2 separate regions of the Triticum aestivum genome follow, and region 2 is linked to region 1. A link is a contact called in public Hi-C data. All regions are on one chromosome and are shown on one strand. The core of a region is the stretch at or near the end of the contact, and the rest is flanking DNA. Distances in the headings are between cores, read along the strand shown. Region 1 holds the start of LOC123190550 (helicase-like transcription factor CHR28). Region 2 holds the start of LOC123190553 (protein CutA 1, chloroplastic).

Region 1 (6,714 bases), core at 2,984-5,483:
AAAAAAACTGAATAAAATTAAGTTTGTAAACTTGAACCTACCTTGAACTTTTCCCGAGAACCTTCTTCAAGAGCCAAATAGAAATACCGTTCCTCTTGTGTGAAATTTATTTTCTTCAGTTCAATTGTCTTTGGAGGTACTTTTATAATAGGTTCTCCATCAAGTAGTGTTTCTAATGGAAACAGTTCGTAAGTGAATCAATGCCAGAATATCACAACCAATGAAGAACCAAGTTACAGCTATGCGCACTTTAAGACACAAAACATGATGGAACTACTTTCCGAGTAAAGGAAGTAATATACACAAACATTATTATCTAAATAAAATCAAAAGGTGCTTACTGTCTAGATAGTTCCCTATATTTTTGTACTTTGTTCCCCCTCTCCTTCAGTTTCTAGTTTTGTTATGTATTTCATGGCTGGTGGAATGAGAGTAAATTATGCTAATAAATATACATATGAAAAAATGCATTTTCCAAGACAAAGGTGATAAATTCATGTTGCCATATATAGAATGTAAGTCAAATACGTATACATCTACAGATGATATAAAATTAATATCAATAGTTATCATAGATAACAAACAATTCTATAGGCAAAGGCATGTGGATTTACGCCTTTACGGCATGTAAGTCAAATACAGATAGATAGATAGATAGATATAGACAAACTGTCAAAGAATTTTATATAGAATGTAAGTCAAATACGTATACATCTACAGATGATATAAAATTAATTTCAATAGTTATCATAGATAACAAACAATTCTATAGGCAAAGGCGTGTGGGTTTACGCCTTTACGGCATATAGTACTTCCTCCGTCCCATAATATAAGAACGTTTTTGACACTAGTGTAGTGTTAAAAACGTTCTTATATTTTGGGACAGAGGGAGTAGATAACAAACAATTGCAGATAGATAGATATAGACAAACTGTCAAAGCATTTTATTTCACCTTTTGTGCGCCGCAACAGAATTATCTTCAAGACAGTTTGAAGTTTCTTATACCCCTGACTTGAGCCTCTAGATATTGGACCCTTTATCATCGAGCGGAACAAACTAAATGAAGAATATGGCTCATATTTTAAAAAGCGGAAATAACTGTACAGGTCGTCAATTGTATTTTGCATAGGTGTACCCGATAAGCACCATCTCCTTTTTGCTTTCAGTCCACAACAGGCTCTAGCAGATTTAGTCCGGTGATTTTTTATTGTTTGAGCTTCATCCAGCACAACTCTAAACCATCGCACCCTGGCAAGTGGACCACCATCCAGGTCAGCAGCTGAACTGTTAACCTTCTTTTTCTTTATTGCCTTTTTCTTGGTCTGTTTTGACAGTTTTCTTTTACGAGCAGCAAAATCTGGACATAACCCATACTTTTCATCGTTATTTGGCTCCATATCGTCATCAGAGTCTTGTTTGGGCACTTCTTGGCCTACAATAGTATATGTGGTGACAACAACATCATATTTTGCCAACTCAGTTGGTTTTGAAGTCCTTGAACCTCCATGATAAACCAAAACAGATAATCTGGAACTTTCAGCAACCTTGGCTTTGATCTCACTAGCCCACTGCTTAAGAATGCTAGCCGGGCAAACCACCAGTGTTCCTGCAGATGGTCTAGTAGCAGACCTGGAGGTTGATGCAGAGGATGGTAGATTCACTCGGCCCTTCTTCTTGGGCTCAACTTTAACAGTATTGGCCATTCTATTAAAAGCACTCCCCGACGAACTAGCACAGAGCTCATGATCAAGCCTATCTGAGGGTTCACCCTTGGGTTTGTTCTTGTCCATTGCCATCACTATATCATCATCATCAAGATCTAATGGCACAGAATTTTTACTGTCGGAATCAGCAGACATGAAGTTAAACTGTTGAACCCTCTCCTTTTGTATTAGGGCAATTGTTGATATTGTCTTCCCAAGACCCTACATCATGGGAAATTATCTGGCACTAAGAAAGGAGAAGTGGTAAAATAATTAACAGCAAGTGCAATAAGCTAGGAAATGAAAATAACCTGATCATCTGCCAAAATTCCACCTGGACAATGCGAACTATTCTCTTTGGAGAGCATCCAAGCTAATGCTATTCTCTGTCAAACATACAAGAACATAGCAGTGAACAGGATATCCAGAGTAAACATACCAATAACAACAGCTTAGGTTTTGGAAGATAAAGTTTACCTGGTGCTTAAGGAGTGATATGGACAAAACACCTTCAGGCAGATCTTCTTCCTTTGTTTCCTGACTGATATGCTGCATAAAAGTTTTGTTTACAATCCATAGTAACTAGAATCCGATCAAAGTCACCCGGCAATTAAAGCATATATGATCTCCACAGTGACTTGTAAAATTATATACCTGTAGAGCTTCTTCATATATAGCTCTCTCATCACAAGCAAGAGGCCTTTTTTCTGCGTTTGGTTGGCCTTGCATGCCAAAGCCATTGGAAACTTCAGGGTCATTATTAACTGGATTAAAGGAAGGCATTGATGGAGGAAACATCCTCTGTGAATGCAGGCCTTCATAAGCGTAGACATCATCTGACAATTACGAATGGCGAAAAAGCATCTTAATTAATCACAGTTTGCACCAGCATGAATATTTTTGTTCAAACTAAATGAATAAGGTACATACTACACACCGCTATCGCTATCAGTTTTGACGTTCTGGCTGGTACCAAAAGGAAGTTTCCAATCCATTGACGATGTAGATGAAAACATCCCAGTTCCACCATCAGTATAATTAAACCTTGCAGTAAGATCCTCCTCGTCACTCAAACTTGGATGACTGGTTGGAAATGATGGAGGCGGAGCCGAATACATATAGACATCATCATCTGACAAATTTGAACAGTGAAGAAACATTAATCTTGCTACTGGTCACAGGCTGCAGCGGTGCCCTTTTAAAAACTGTTAATTGTCAGAGTTAATCAAGGATAAATGCAGCGTACTCACCATCATCAATTTCCTGCTTGGTTTTACCGTATGATAGCATCAGCGAAGAACTTGAGAGAGGATAGATCCTGTGTGATGAACCAGCTGGAGATCTATAAGAGCATGAAGCGTGATTGCTACTTAACCAATCATCATCATCCAAAGTGATTGGCTGTTCTGCATTGTTCTTGGCAAACGGCGTGTTGAGTAAAAGAAGAGGGGAGTCAACACCGTCAATAGGAACAAGATTGTCTTTTCTGTCCTCTGAGCACACATGCGTGATGTCTTTGCCTTTTGAACACAATTTAACATCGTCCTCACTATCTGAACACAAGTCAATAATCTCCATGTTGGTGGCGAACTCGTGACTATGCAAACTTGCCAACTATCTTGCGCAACGGTCCAGAGGGGTCTTGTCGATTCAAGTGTCTAAATCCTGCAAGAAGCCAAGCAGACGTTAGCTGGCAATAATAACACCTGGAGTAAATAACAAACAAATGTGGGCAAGATAAACATGTGCAGGAAGCAGGTGGATAAACCTCTCCAACAACAATGCGTTCTAAAGGCACAACGGCGACCAGGATTGCAGCTAGGTAATTGCAGCCGCAAATTCAACGAAGAAGTACACTGAAACCTTAACCTTTTTTTTTTCAAACCAAAGGCAGTACAGGAACAGAACAGTGTCGTCAGACAAGCACCGACTGAAACTACAGGTAGCAGCCGACTTATAATTTATATAAAGAAAACGATGGAGCAATCAAGAGAACCGAGTCGCGCACAAATCTACGGGACGCGCAATCCCAGTCGGCCTCGCCCACGATCGCCAAGAACTCCCCCGGCCGCCGATGCGACCGATTCCCAGCGCCCGACCTAGGCGAAATCGGCTAAAGGCCGCGGATTCAATACCGCTCTACATACGGACCAATTCCAATCAAACCATTCCATCGAAAAGAATTCAAGAACGGCTCACGACGCCATTCCGTCCGAACCAAGATTCAAAAACTCACCCCCAAGAAAGCGACGGCGGGGAGAGGCCAGGCCGGAGCCCGCGCCGGGCCGCCCCGTAGACCGGGCCGCGCGGGCGGCGGGCGGAGATCGCCGGGGGCGCGGCGGGGCGGAGGGGGCGGGGCCAACGGAAACCTGGCGAGCTGCGCCAATCGGATCGTGGGCGAGGGGATTTAGGAGGGGCGGGCGAGCGGTTCGTTGGTGGCGGCGGGCGGGCCAGGCAGACCGAGCAGGGTGGGGGCGCGGCCTGGGACTTACGGGCGAGCGATGGTCGTGGTCGTCGCCCCCTCGGGTCCCTGTCGGGTGAGGCCGGTGCGTGGGGCCCCGCGTGTCAGCGGGCGCTCGTGGAGCGGGAAAGGGAACGTTCGGATTGGCTGGGGGGGGGTTTGGATTTCGGAAAGGCTTGTGGCGGAAGGAAACGCGGCGGTGAATGCTCGCGACGTGCCGTGACGTTGTACTTACCGTTGGTTGATTGACGCGTGTGACTCGTTGCTGATGAATTTTTTTGCTTTTGTGGAAAATCTAATGTGTGACCGTTCGCCCTCTGGCCAAAGAGAGAAACGGCATGCGTCGTCGTATTGAGGAGGAAGGAGATCGGTGGACATGGGAGGAAAATAGGAGGAATAAGCTTTCCGGCGATTGAACGGATGTGATGAGCAGAGTAAGGTGGTACATTTTCTTCTTTTGAGCAAACAAATTGACTTTTTTCAGAGAGAATTTTTCGATCCATTCATAATCAATAATTGCAACACAACCAGGTCCGTGGAACAACCAGCGACGACTACAAGCGCCGGAGCGAGCGATGGCGTGCCGATGTCATAGTTGTCCCGCCTCGGAGTCGGTCAAATCTTATTGTAGTAGATTGTAGTAAAGTTGTCATGCTAAGGTATCATGTGACCAACCACCTAAGTAGCAATCATCGTCGCAACTCAAGCACCAAAGACAAAGGTATCACTCGTAAAAGTGATTTTCATCGTAGTACTAGCTCTTGCGTTAGGTGAAATCCAGCCAATTCGTGCAGCATCTTATTCAGGATCTCGGTGCTCCCAAAAGTTGTGAGCGACTCCAGGAACAAGACTCTGCCACCTCTGTGTGTCACCAAATGAAAGAAGGAAAGAGCATGTCGTACATAAACCTGGGTTTTTTCCACGTCGTCCGTAGGCAGGAAAGACTGGCGCCAAAAGATATATATGTTTTGAAGAGAGAGATCCGCGGGCAAAAATCTTAAAGGAATGACTGACTGAAGGAAGGAACAGACCGTAGCAAAAGTCGAAGAATATGTGAATCGGGAAAAGGGAGACCCAGGCGGAGTGTTTCACGCGTTAGTTGGGCCCCTGATCCGCGTAGACCAAGGGCGAACACTCATTTGTTTACGGCATGGACTACCAGGGTCATGATTCACATTTCCTCATTCTCTTTCTAGCTGCCCATATGGGTGGCTACTATCATCCCCTTTTGATAGCTTCTTATCCGCATCCTCGAGCTCGCTCATAAAGGAAGAGTAGCGCGCTAGCGCGGCTCGCTTCGCTTTTCGACGCGGAGCTCGCGGTCTCGAGTTTTTCAGGGTCCTCGAGATCGCATTTTAGGTCGAGTAGAGACGCTAGGGAGTCTGTGGGCTTCCCTTGGCATTTCAAGATGACCTCTACTTCTAAGGCATGTGAAGTACCAGTTGTGGACAGATCCCTTGGCAGAGTATCAACTTGAGATTCTTCTTTCACCCTTCAGGAGCCTGCTAGTAGATAGAAAGATAAAGCAGCCTATCAACTACTTATAGTAGATAGAAAGATAAAGCCGCCTATCAACTACTTATCTATGCCGATTACTAGAAAAGGGCAGCAGCTTTCTACTAAAATGGGCTTTGGCACTCCTACCGCTATTACTCAAAATAATAATAATAGTGAAAGGGCAGTCGAATCTGTGACTACGTCAAAGGCTAGAAAGAAAAAAGAAAAGCAGACTAAAAGAGAACAACAAAAGAGGGATCACTTTCGATGATTGAACATCACTTTTATATCCAGATTGGAACTGGACTTGAACCTTCATATCCAGATTTCACTCCACTTTCACTTTCGTATCAGGAACGTCGTATGCTTGCATATTTGTCCATAGGGCAAATCAGATATGTAATTATTGGAATAATTGTTGGAGACTCAAATGATGGATATGCAAGCATGATAACTTATATGATGTTGTATATCTCCACGAAGCTGGCTCACAGCAGTTCTCTCCTCTAGAGTGTAAAATCATGGATGGAGCTTGATGCAGACAAAAGAAAAACAAACTACTCCTCTTGATGTGGTCAGAGCGAAGTACTAATAGTCACAGAAACAGCAGGTAAGCCAACCTTCCCCGTTGCTTTTCTTTCAACTAACTAGAAAAAGAAGGGGGCCTGCTGCTATGGCAGCAAGGGTTATCCATTTCATAGATGAGGGTGGGGGAGAAGCAAGCCGAACCTCTGATAGACCCGGACACGTCAAAAATTCTCGGCGCCGAGAGAAAGACGAGATTCAGTAAGTAATTCACTGAGTGCTTTCTTTTATAAGAAGAGCGTCGGCTTGGAAGAAGAAAATGAAATACGAACAACCGAAACAAAGCATTTGTTTCAAGCGTTGTCGTGTCCTTGAGCTTCAAAGTCTCAAAAATCTTGATCGAGAAGAGTAAGCATTGCCTGGTGTTTACGCTTTCTTTTCCTTCCTCATTCACCAATCTATCATGAACGTCTTCTTTTCCTCCCTGAACTTATTTGAGTTGGTTTCGATTGGTGAAGTCACCGGTA
Region 2 (6,714 bases), core at 2,019-4,518, 170 kb after region 1:
GAATGCATCAGAAGAACTGCATGTTCCAGAGGTTCGTGTCTAGATGCAGCAGGTCGGTTCTACCTGCAATGTTTGTCTTGGATGGTGCATCTGTCATTCACAGTCGTGTGGTACATTTAATCATTCCAGTAAAATTTGTGATTATTCATACCATCAGCAACATTTTACGGTGCTTATATGTGTAACATATTTACTCAAAGTTTGGTTTCCATTGCCTTCTAGTGGCCCCCATCTGGTTTTATGTTGTTACAGTCATATGTGCTAGTACTGATTTCATGTAATGATATGTATCATTCTTATAGAACACCTTCTGTGAATAATCCTGTCAAACATTTCATCTTATATGTGGATATATCTTGATCTTTGTCACTGTATGACCCTATGGTTTGATTCACCAAGAGGTATTGCACTGTCATTTCAGCAGCTGATGCATGTGTGTGTTTTCCTGATTAGGTGCTCAAATTTCAGATTAACAAGATCTAGAGTTAGTATCATTTTTTAGCAGCACTTATGTGTCTTCCACGGGAGTTTGGGTCCTCCTGTTTGAAGGAGACAGACTGGTATCATTTTGGTTCATCTTGATATGATGTCGGATACTTTAGGGAGAAGTAACACAAAGTGGTATATGCATTTTATGAACATGTCCTCTATGTTGACAATATGATGCGGAAAACGGTTTTCCTGGACATGAATACCTCATCTTGTGAGATTAATTGATATCAGGGGAAATTGCAGTCGGAAATGTCAATGTGGGTATGTTGTTTCCTGCCCCGGTTAAGTCCCTGCTTCAGAGGCCAAGAGCCAGAGCTTGGTCGAAGTAGAGCAAGTGTGTTTTGCTGCCATATTTTAGAGGATACAAGGATCGAAAACTTGCAATAGCAATGCAATATCTGTCTTTTCATGACAGTTATGGTGGTCTGCATTTGATCATCTTGGTATTGTTTGAGTAAATCGGTTGAATTACACGAAACCGTGTGGCACAGTTAGTGGTTGGGGACAGTTATTCGCAACACCTGGTGAACCGAACCGAACCTATTAATCCACACCCTTTCTTGCTCTTTTGCCTTTCTTCTTTGGATGATAGGGTAGCTTGCAGTTTTGTTCATGCTGCAGTCAGTGGCTACTCACATGTTGCATTGATCCACAGCAGAACAGCCTGCATGCAGTTGGCTCCGGCCACTGCCGACGTCTGCGATTTTTCTTCAGCTTGTAAGTTATGTACCATAGTACCAGTGCCAACGGGGCGACCGCCGTTCCCACTCCAACTGAGTATCATTAGAACTTTGCCAGACGCGTGAAGTGGTCGTTCGACCGAAAACCCGCATTATGCCCAGCGCACGGCCTGTCGTCGGCCACCACGACCGCTGAAACCGAGAGAAGCAAAATCAAGCATCAGCTACAGCTAGTATAACAAGAAGCCAAAACTCATGTTGTATCCCTACCTGAACCCGCCATAAGGAGAACCACAAGCAGAAGCTAGTTAAGTTGATAAGTCAGGGGGCTATTGCCCCCCCTCCTCCTCCCCAATTGTATATCTTTGACATTATTTTATGTTTCAGCATTTAAATAGTAAGAAAAGGACACATTTCAATCTCGAATTAATCACTCGGTTTGAATTATAACCCTTATCTTCGAAACCGGGCGTATTGCACCCTCCACTTACCACAACGTTTAAAAGACAACCCTAGTCCCGTTTTTGGGCTGGTCAACCAGTCTTGACTAAAGCCAAAGCTGACTGGTGGGTCAGAGCAGCTCGGGGCTGGAGATGGCTTGGGGGTGCAGCGCGTGCGGCCGGTCTACGGTCGTCGCCGGCGGCGGTGAGCCTTGGCGATGGAGGAGTCCCAGGCAGCGGCGACAGGGGACTGGGGGTCGGGCTCGGAGTTGACTCAATCGTGATGAGAGAGAGGGGTGGGTTTAGATACTGCTTCACGTGAACCGGTTTAGCCCAGGCATGCGCATCTACTTTTATTTGGTCTATGCTGGTGGAGTGAGATGGTTGGGTGCCCTTGAAGACGCATGTGTTACGATTTCCAGATTGTCCAAGCTGTAAGCGCGATGATAGAGCACACACCAATCTACGGACTGGTTGGTGACGTGTGAGAAGCAGCAATCCACTAGTCGATGAACCCAACAGTGCCGGCGGCGGTGGGCCTTGGCGATGGAGGAGTCCCAGGCAGCGGCGACAGGGGACTGGGGGTCGGGCTCGGAGTTGACTCAATCGTGATGAGAGAGAGGGGTGGGTTTAGATACTGCTTCACGTGAACCGGTTTAGCCCAGGCATGCGCATCTACTTTTATTTGGTCTATGCTGGTGGAGTGAGATGGTTGGGTGCCCTTGAAGACGCATGTGTTACGATTTCCAGATTGTCCAAGCTGTAAGCGCGATGATAGAGCACACACCAATCTACGGACTGGTTGGTGACGTGTGAGAAGCAGCAATCCACTAGTCGATGAACCCAACAGTGCCGCCGGGTGAAGCAATGGTGAGGCGCCACCAGTATAATATCTCGTGCCAAACAATACGAGAAGCAACACATCCAGAGACTAGATGGTTGATGGTTTCGTCCTCTTGGTCAGATAGGATGCAAGACTAGATGTGAGGTAGTCCATGGTGAGCAAGCCTCTCAGCTGTCCAACACCTGTCTAGGCTCACTAGATAGAGGAAGAACTTGACGCTCAGGGGAGCCCAAGGGTTCCATATGAATTGTTAGTGAGGCGCCATAGTGGAGCCATGAAACAATGCAAGGTAGCAAGACTTGACAGTGCAGGAAGTGTTGTCCGTCCATCTTCATTAGATGTTGTCAGAAGTTAGGGATAGAAAGTAGCCTCGTAGGCGTCACCAAATGTCGACGTATTGGACCCTAGCAGCCTGGCGGACCCATGCCACCATTGATGTCTTGAATCCACACTAGGCGGTGCTTGCACTGCCGCTTCAGCACCAAGTTAACCAGGTCAGGTGCGAGCTCGGTGATGAATTGGCTATCAAGCCAATGGTCTGTCCAGAAGTGGCAGGTGCGGCTGTCCCCAAGGGTCCACGTGATGAAAGCACGGAAAATTTGTCGCACCTTGGGGTCGGGGGAGGGATTGGTTAATAAAATATTGTTAATTTATTTGAATTTACGTCAACTTTGGTTAATAGTATGATGTTGACCGAAAATACAAAAATAATATATTGTATGTATGCCGTATTTACCGAGAGCCATACTACTTTACCGAGCCGAATTAACTTTTTTTTAGGCAACTGAACCGAATGCAAGACGCCACTACAACCAGCCCACCCCCAGCCAAGTGGGGCCACGAATAATAGAAGATGCCACTCTTCCCCACTCCACTCCGAGCCCTGTTCTCCCCCGGCACCGCCGCCTCCTCCACCTCCGCGCTGCCGCCGCCCCGTCGACCGCCGCTCGCGGGAGCCCTCCTCTTCCTCAGCCTAGGAGCCGTAGCGGGTTGCGCCCTCTCCACCCGCCGTCTCCCCTTCCTCCGGTAATCCACACCCCTCTCTCTTCCCCCCTCCCTCTGCCCTCAACTAACAATTCGTGCCTAGATTCATGGGATTTCGCAAAAAAGGCTGCGCCGGTTGGTTGTGAGCGTGTAGCGTATTTAGCTCCTCTGTTTGCTAGCTCGTAGGCTAGTTGTGTAGCTGCAACCCCGTCGATGAGCCTGGAAATAACCAATCAGGCAATCACGCGCGCTTCAATTTTACAATCCTTCATGGATTGCTGTTACCTAAAAGTCTGAAACCTGTGTCCCGCTCTGCTTGGCTGGATAAAACAATGCTTGTCTATGAAAGATAACACGGAGAACCAATGGACTGCAGCGTTACTTCAGTGAACTGGTACTCCCATATGTTTCCAACCATTAGTTCTGGTCCATACTTCTGCAAAATCATCGCACAGATTTTCAGATAAAAATTATGTGTTTCTGTGCTTGACTAATGCTAATAATTTGATAATCTAGAAGTAGTACTACATTAATATTTACAACACTGTGATTTCTATGCGAGCGTGTGGTTATTTTGTTTCTCCTAATGTAGAATGTTTTTTTTTTTGACCCGTAATGTGGAATAGTTGGTATAATCAATCATCAGTTCTGAAACTTTACAGGGCAATAAGCTCTGCTCGAATGGAGTCTACTTCCACGACCGTACCTTCCATTGTTGTGTATGTGACAGTTCCGAATCGGGAAGCAGGTACTTTACCCATGCTGTTGGTCTTTTTTTATTACCTTTGCATGCTACCATTGCCATTAATTAATCACAGATACACGCCATACTATCAGTTGACCAACTGAACTTACTTCCACATCTGATAGTGCATTTGAGTTACATTTGAGCTATGTTGTTCAATGGTCCAATTATAGATGGCTGTATGGTATTGTTTTGGCGAGATTGATCTCTTTCTTTAAGCAGCACTAAGAAATCTAAAATGGCTGTTTTTTTTCTTTTCAATAATCTTATTATTATTTTTCCTTTGCTGCAGGCAAAAAGCTATCAGCAAGCATTATCAGTGAGAAGCTTGCTGCTTGTGTGAACATAGTGCCTGGTAGGAACTGTGTTCTCTCTCTCTCTCTCTGTTTATTCTGTGCTGCTAGACACTCAAATGTAGTAGATTCTTTTTTTGTTTTTTGCGTGGAATAGTTGATTCCTGTCAACTGACCATCTTCTACAGTAGTTTTCAGTTATCATTTGAACCTCGTCATCTCTTCCAGTTTCCATACATATCCCATGTTGTGCACTTTAGCAAATTGGCTTCTCTACCCCTTGCCTTGAATCAAATGTCATCACTCATCAGTGGACCAGGATGACCATTAAACATCTGAGTTTTCCAAAATGTGACACGGCTAGTCATGTGGCTGTGTACATCATCATTTGGCCTGTCAGGTGCAGCATCGTGAAATCACCACTGTTGGAACTAAACTTGATGAAAGGTATTCAATTGACGAAACTTATGGGGTCTCAACTGTCAAGTGAAAATCATGGTGAAAATGAAGGGCTGAAGGGAACTATCTTAATAATTATAGAAGTAGGGATTAGCGATGGTATTAGAGATGGAGTATAAACTATAAACATGTTATGCTTGATAGCCAACTCTACCTGGTCAATGATAAAAAATATTTATATGATAGAGCAACTTTCTGTAGAGGTTCAACATAATTACTGTTTGAGATTTTCTACTTGAATTAACCACAAACGTCTGACCATCATCAAGATCTTCAAGATCCCTTTAACAGTAGACTATAGTGAACTGAACTAGTTGTGGACATAGTGATGTGTGGGCAAGTTGACACATGGGTGACTTTCTTGTTTGTGTAGAACATATGGGTGCAATGATTACGAAATCTTTTATCAAATTGTACTCTTTACTAACAATAAAAATATGCATTAAACTGATGGATATGCATTTGGCCATCAACAGGTAAGCTACCTCATCTTCTCACGATTTCTGTTGTATGTGGCTTACTGAGAAATCTTCTTTTCAGTCATCATCATATCATATCATCTTATTTGATGATCATTTCTGTTTCCAGGAATTGAATCTGTTTACTGGTGGGAGGAAAAGGTACATTTCTACTGATGCTTTCCTGGCCTGGCTAATTTGCAGTGCCTGTTATTCATTCAACGCTTTTCACCATGAAACGAGAGAATTTCTGGACCATGGTCCACCCACACCTATGCTCGGCGTCGTTAGATGTAACACTACTACCATGTGGATACTAGATACGGGTCAGGTTAGGATTCAAGATTTGTAGATTATGCTAATTCGGACATCCGGTCCACCACCAGCTCCATGTGTAGGTCTGTGCACACTCGCCCTTTTTTGAACTACGTGGCTGGCACAGTGCGCTAAACTACTCTAGCATATGAGCCCAACCCTGAGATTGTTTAAAAACAATCTTATCACCAGCTCCTTGTCCTGCGCTAATGCCGACATTTTTAAAGTTTGTCTGCGAGGGTCACCAGAGGTCAAACGTTTTAGACACTGCATCACATGGCGAAACATTGAAAGTGCATTTAGGTACTTACATACATGCTTTTCAACAAGATAACAACAAAAAACAGACACCTTAAACAAACTGCTTAGGTCCCAATATACTAAAAATGATGGCATGCAAGCCATAGCGCCCTGGTTGTTGTGCATAAGGCGTGCAACAAAAATCTTAAATGGTCATACCGCATGGGGGACAGGATTGTGCACAACGACGCATCCCTCCTATTTTATTCCCCTATACGGAGTATCTCTCACCATGTAGTAGGTTGATTAAAAAAACCAGAGACCTGATAATCAGTGGTTGATGATTCCTGCCATATGCTAGGAGGGCAGAATGTCACATATCTCAAGAAATGGTGTGAGGCGATGAATGGTACCGAGCGTGGGTGCCGGTGGACCATGGTCTAGAGCCACATTTCTAACCATGAAACTCCTTTACATGGGATGTCTTACCAATCCATTACAAAAGTACATATATTTAGTAGCTCTCCACAACCTGTTGATTCCTCAGGTGCAAACCGATGCTGAAGAGCTGCTCATCATCAAGACCAGAGAATCTCTTCTAAACGCCTTGACTGAACATGTGAAAGCAAACCATGAGTATGAGTAAGTTCTGTCCTTTTTTATCAAGCTTGGTCTATTTGTTGGTACAGAGTATGGACCAGCAAGTTATAATCAAACATGTTGTCTGTCCTGAACGGAGGTTTGTACTGTCTGATCTTTCCATG

Evidence for each region. Hi-C and Micro-C count contacts between places; a contact is called where the count stands out from the background.
Region 2: a Hi-C map of leaf shows a contact between it and region 1, with 2.9 times the contacts expected there. The contact joins the promoter of LOC123190553 here to the promoter of LOC123190550 in region 1. A contact is called at or near these places in 3 of 5 Hi-C or Micro-C datasets (leaf and root).

Annotation. Positions count from the first base shown.
Region 1 is chr2A:721,821,443-721,828,156 of IWGSC CS RefSeq v2.1, forward strand. LOC123190550 (helicase-like transcription factor CHR28) reads right to left here and starts at 4,234. Exons shown (of 13, transcript XM_044603216.1): 1 at 3,941-4,234; 2 at 2,955-3,369; 3 at 2,642-2,836; 4 at 2,359-2,540; 5 at 2,182-2,253; 6 at 2,016-2,090; 7 at 954-1,926; 8 at 42-172. The coding sequence starts at 3,282.
Region 2 is chr2A:721,996,695-722,003,408 of IWGSC CS RefSeq v2.1, forward strand. It overlaps LOC123190553 (protein CutA 1, chloroplastic), which reads left to right and starts at 3,269. Exons shown (of 6, transcript XM_044603218.1): 1 at 3,269-3,482; 2 at 4,103-4,188; 3 at 4,478-4,540; 4 at 5,526-5,557; 5 at 6,498-6,592. The coding sequence starts at 3,310. It also overlaps the pseudogene LOC123190552.